Regions from separate parts of the Rattus norvegicus genome. Here region 2 is linked to region 1. Evidence: chromatin contacts called from public Hi-C data. All regions are on one chromosome and are shown on one strand. Each heading gives the region's core, a stretch centred on a gene start, on an enhancer-like site or on the middle of the called end of the contact. The rest is flanking DNA. Distances are from core to core; before and after follow the strand shown. Region 1 holds the start of Stim1 (stromal interaction molecule 1). Region 2 overlaps Stim1 (stromal interaction molecule 1).

Region 1 (3,025 bases), core at 293-2,792:
AAAAGTCTACCACTAATGCAATCCACAAAACACTCCACCCACGGTGATTTATATCCTTCACCTACTCGTATCATCAGATACCCACTGAGACATCCCCTCACTGAATGTGCCTGTCCTCAAACACCCTAACTATTCTTCTGCACCCAACCCTTCAGGCTACACTCTGAGGCAGATCACAGTGACAGGGTGTGAGAAACAGAAAAAGAGAACTGGTGAACTTCTAAGCTTTGTGTAAATTAATTATATTTTTTAAAGGTTCCTTTCTACTGTGAAAGTATTGGCCGCAGCTACTGCTGCTGAGCGAGGCTCCACAAGTATACGGGGAAAATAAGAACAGATTAAAAATAATAACACGGAACCCTTACTCTCATCAGTCAGAAGAAACGGATTAAGTCAACAAGTGGTCCCAGGATTTTTTATTACAGAGAAGTCAAGAAAGGGCCATTTAAGTCCCTAGTGGTAAACAGGATTCCATCTAAGGACTTGCCTTGATATTTCACACGGGCACAACCAAAAGACAGATTTCCTAAGGGAAAGGAGGGACTACGGTTCTCACGGTGGTTAGAACAGAAAGGCACACCTGAACACCAAGCTATAGAAAAACAGACCCAGCCCTGCCCTGATCTTCCCTGCCCACCTCCAGTGGCCTCAACCCACCACCGCCACCCACCCACCCTCTTAAACCTCAAGTGATAAAACTGGCTAAAAGCGATTTTAACATCTGAGAAAGCCACTCTTTCAGACAAGAAGTCCTGAATGGGCCCTTAACCTTACTGATCTAAAGAGTCAAGGTGTCCCCAAGAGGCTTCTCACTACCATCCAGAGGAGGGATAAGGAAAGTTGCTCAGAGGAAAGACTAACATTAGGCATGACTGCTACACGAAAGAACTTCTTGGACTACTGAGACTACACAGTGCTATGGTGTATCTCACATGTGCGGAAATTCCAACTTGCCCACTTCGAACCACTCAGTTTTGAGTCAATTAAGCCCTCAACCCAGTCCAGCCCGCCGCCAGGCCTTCTTTACCTGCTTCGGTAGACTCTTCAGAAGTCGCCCCCGAGCTAGCTCCTGTATTCTTCTCACTGTGACTATGGCTGAGACTCTGGCCCTGATGCAGAAGGAGCCCCCAAAGAAGCCACAGGGCAAGACGAGCGCACACATCCATGACGGAAGGTCTCGGTCAACATGCGCCTGCTGTAGACACCTTTGGATCCCAGAAGCAAATCCCAGAGTCGGGGAGTGCAGACGACGGTTCCAAAGCAAGATGCCCTCGCGGCGTCGCCGCAGCTGTCCAGCCACCTGCGGGCTTACCTCCTTCGACAACCGAAGGTCAAGTGCCCCAAGTTTGGACGCAGAAGGATCGGAGTCTCCGGTCCAACTGTGGGTCCGCCGAAGCTGCGGCGGCGGCGGCCTGAGCTCTAGCTGCTTCCGGAGAGTTTGAGCAGGGTGGCTGCGGGGCCGCTGTCAGCTCCGCAGCTTGCTGCACCCCTGCGGGAGGAGGCGGGCAGAATCTCCCGCCCGCACGGAGGTGGGGGAGGGAGAGAAGGGAGGAGAGAAGGGGGGCACCTGACCTCGCCCCGCGGACCAGCGGTGAGCCTCAGCAGCTAGGGCTTCGGCGTGCGACCTACAGGCCCTAGCAGACACCGATGTCTCTAGGATCCTAAGACTCCTAGGCCGAGGTCAGCGCCCCCGCCGGGTCCCGTACCTCTGCGGCTCCTGGTCCCCCGGTGCAGCAGGCGGACGCGCACGGGCCAGGCCCGGGACAGCGGCTCCCGGGAGGGCGGGAGGGCGGCGCGGGGCGGGCCCGAAATGGGCGGGGGCGTGCTCTATCGCCGGCCCGCCCCGCGCCGCCCGGCCCCCAGCGAAGCTCGGGCCCGCCCCAGAGCCGGCTTATCCCGGAATAACCTGTTGGAGACCGCCCGCCAGAGCCCCCCGCAAATGGCGGGGTCTCGTTGGGGCCCGACCTGCGCTGGTGGTCGTCAGGACCGCGGCCCCGCTACAAGGATGGGGCCTCGGCCTCGGCCGTGAGCACCCCAGCCTCCCGCTCTAACGCCCGCCTGCAGGCGGGCCCCTGACACGCAGTTGCTCAGGTAACTCAGGCCTGCGGCGGCGGTGACAGCTACTGCCCTATCCGGATCTCCGGGCCGCAGAGCTGCTCTCCGGGCTCCACTGTTAAGCCAGTTTGGACAGAAACCCCGCACTAGGATGACAGACCCGGAACCGCCTGAAGTGATTATGGTCCCGCTAGGTTTGGCCCAGGGGCGCGCTCCCAGCCCCCAACTCCCGACTCCCAGGCTCCGCCCTTTCGACGCGCCTCGCAGCCAATCGGCTTCCGCCTCTCTGCGGCTCAAGAACCCGCGCCTCCTGTGTGCTGTACGCAGCGGTTCCTGGTGGTCATATATAAGTACTGCAAAAGAACTAGTTCCTAGGTGGCCCTGATCCTTTCTAGAGGGTTACCGAGGGAAGGGGAGCCCCTAGTCAAGCTCTTTAGAGGATACGAGTGTTTAAAAAAGAAATTATTCCAAAAGTGGAATGAAATGTCCATCCCACTGTAGGTAAAACTTCACCTGTACATAGCCTAAAAGATCTATCTGCCTTCCTAACACCCCTTCCTGCCTCTGATCTACATCAGATGCCCTCGTGTAGCTCTTGCAACCCACCCCTCAAGCCCCAACCTCTTGAGGTTTATGGGGTAAAGCCTGTGACCGGTTCCTCCTATCTCGTTCTCCTATCTCTCTGATTCCGTTAGAGGAGATGGTAACGACTTGAGTATAAGTGCCCCAAAAACAGAGAACCCCGCCCAGGCTTCCTTTAACAAAGCCTATACTTCCTGTTCTCTTCTCAAGCGTTACTGTCAGCAGATCGTTACGGAAACCTCCGTGCCCTACCCCTGTCCTTGGCATCGGAGGCAGGAGACTGGATTAGGCCCAGTCCCTCTTCTGACAGTGATAAACCAGCTCCTGTTATGAGTGAGCCCTTTGAAGACCAGAACACGGATTTGCCCAACAGCTGCCTGGCTTAAGG
Region 2 (2,806 bases), core at 117-2,616, 150 kb before region 1:
TTCAGCTTTTCTACCCCCTCCTATTTGCCTTATCACACCCGGAAGACAGAACAGAGCAGCCTAGACCCTCAGTCTCTCCTCCAAACACTTCAGTAATCGTTAAGCAGTGTATGTTAGAAAAAGAAACAGAGTCCACTGCCCATTTCTCTCTTCCCTCAAAGGGAGGACAGGGTAAAGTAGAGAAGAATGGTGGGAGGGGCACATAGACAGAAGAGAGCGGGGAGGAGAGAGAGAAGGGAGCCCACAGGAGAGCAGGCCTCACCCCCTCCTTGGCCACCAGCAGCTGCCTCTCTGCATTTTGCTTCTTGATGTTGTAGTACTGCACCTCCACCTCATGTGTCAGCTGCAGCCACTTCTGCAGGGCCTCAGGAGCATACCAGGAGCTGTGTGATTCCAGCTCCTTCTCTGCTTTCCTCAAAGCCTCCCGAACCTGAGAGGACGTGAGAGTGTGAGTCTGTCTGTCAGTGTTAACATCCTCCCCAACACCTCTGCACAATGCTCCACACCTCTAGAGTCCACTCCTGCTTCACAGCTCTTGCAATAAGAAGAAATGACAAAGATTTCCCCCTGAATTTCACATACAAGGAAGTAAGCACAGAGAAGAAAACAGCCTACTTAAGATCACACTGTCAATAGTGACAAGAAAATGCAAATGGAGACTTTTTCTCTCCAGAACACTCTTTGCTAGCACATTAGCTTATACTGGCCAAACAGCCAGTCTTGGCTCATTTCTGTTGGGTATATAGTAATAAAGCATTTACTTATTAGCTTCAGTAGAAACCATCAAACAAGGTTCTGAATATGGTTCAGTCGTAGAGTATTTGCTAATGTATAAAAGCCAAGTGTGATCTACAGCACTGGATAGAGAAAGAGGGTAGGAAAAAGTTAAATTGTTTCCTACAAGGGTTGTACCTATCCCTGACCTTTATATTTTAACTTTAGACATTCTGGTAGCTGTAATGGTATGTCATTGTGATTTTAATTTTCACTTCTTTAATGTTGTTTTATATATACGATCATTTGACTTATGGATCTCTTCTTACTTAAAAACGTGGGTTGGGGAGAAGCAGAGTGTGAGAGCCTGAGGGTGGAAAGGGCCAGCTCAGTGGGCCTAGGGTAAAGGTAGATTTAAGCCTAGTTCTTCAGAACATAGCCTCAAACAACTGAACTCAACTGTAGTCAAAATGAGAGAATCGTGGCAGTCCCCAGAAGCCCCAAATCCCAAGCTCTCCTGAGCAAGAGCATAGCTGCAAGTAGCACTAGGAGCTAGGAAAACATTTTAAGATGAAACTCTACCCCGGCCAGAAATCTACAAGGTCCTGGCTGCCAGACTCAACTAGAAGGAAAACAAGCTAAGACATGGTTCATCACGTGGGCACATGCTGGAGCAGGAGCTGTGAGTCCCCATTTGCCCATCTGTACCACCTCACCCAGATCAGCATCATTCTTCTGCTTACCGCAGGGCCCACTGCTGACAGTCACCAAGCTGGCTGTCCAGGCTTATGCCCACCAGCCATTCAGAGTCTATACCCAGCTACAGGCACACCTGTCGAGTTTGCACCTCCACTCTCTGGCCGGTTCCCCCCACCCCCATACACCCAACCCCCACTTTCCTTGAACTGAACCAAGCTTCCTGCAACACTGGAAGCTTTCCAGAGAAACTTGATCTCTCTTTCCACACTTGAGTCCAAAGACACACATGGCAATGTACAGAAATGGCATGGCAAATAACAGACCAGGCTCTGAAGTCTTCTCACTCTATCAAGGGGACTCTGTGAACCACAGAGCCGCAACCTAGAGTCCTTGCTTAGTGATTTCTGCCTCTGTCTACACTGGCCCCTTAGTCAACCAGAGGTAGAGCTTCTAATAGAATTCCTCCCTAGGTCACCTGTAGCCCAAGCATACATAATATCTCTTAACTGCTAAGCCTTCTTTCCATCCCCACTGCCATTTTTATAAAATTTGAAAACATGCAAAACTAATCTGGTTTGCAGGCTATGACAATAGTTACTCTTGGAGGAAAATTTGACAAGAGCAAAAGTGAGCTTTCTGAGTGGTGCTTACACAGGCTATCCATATGTAAAAACCAGCTCAATACTTAGGATTTGTTCACTTGATATAAATACCTCAATGAAAAAGGGAGGGGAGGAAAACCACTCTTATCCCCCCGCTATCTGCCATTCTTTGAAAATTATGGAAACCATTTTTTATAGCTTTACCATTAATATTACTGGTAAGTCCAGAAGAAAGATTTGAACCATATTTCAAAATGTTCACAGATGAAGCTTTCCCACCAGACCCTGGTCCTCTGCCCTTTACGAAACCCCCGAGGCATCCCGTAGACTCTCCTACCTGCTCCAGCTCTTCCTCAGCATATTTTTGGCGGCTCCTCTCATTCTCGGTACCCTCCCTCAGCTCCTTCAGCCGCTGAGCTTCCTGCTTGGCAAGATTGATCTCGTCACGCAGCTTCTTCTCCAGGTGGACCTTCTCTACTTCCACTGTTCGGTGCTCCTCCTGGGCCTTGTGCAGCCTGATGGGGTTGGAGAACAATGTAGCGATCTGGAGGCGATGAGGCAAGGAGGTGCCAGCCAACAGGCCTTAAGTTACCGCAAGAGGAAGAAAACAGGAGCCACCAGCTCTCAGCATATAGCCTCTCTACTCTGCTGGCTGAGTAGCTCTGAGCTAGTCAGGGCCAACAGAAACCACAGTCACCAGCTTTAAATCTTACATTGGCCATTATTATTATTCTACTGCTAATAAATAAGACCATGAAGCCAGATTTACAAACATCAGAATCTCTCTCCTA

The links. A called contact is a pair of places that touch in the nucleus more often than the background predicts.
Region 2: a Hi-C map of kidney shows a contact between it and region 1, with 6 times the contacts expected there. The contact joins the enhancer-like site here to the promoter of Stim1 in region 1. A contact is called at or near these places in 11 of 12 Hi-C or Micro-C datasets (the A7r5 cell line, the Rat2 cell line, Schwann cells and 6 more) and 1 of 1 datasets of contacts at active chromatin or transcription factors (oligodendrocytes).

What each region holds. Positions count from the first base shown.
Region 1 is chr1:166,066,731-166,069,755 of GRCr8, reverse strand. It overlaps Stim1 (stromal interaction molecule 1), which reads right to left and starts at 1,542. Exons shown (of 12, transcript NM_001108496.2): 1 at 1,028-1,542. The coding sequence starts at 1,166.
Region 2 is chr1:166,216,586-166,219,391 of GRCr8, reverse strand. Stim1 (stromal interaction molecule 1) reads right to left here. Exons shown (of 12, transcript NM_001108496.2): 7 at 2,353-2,530; 8 at 263-430. Among named protein-coding and RNA genes, the nearest start is that of Rrm1, 18 kb to the left of the region's middle. Within about 2 kb of position 1,366, at least 1 of the 93 cell types and tissues checked has an H3K27ac peak or open chromatin away from gene starts, as enhancers often do.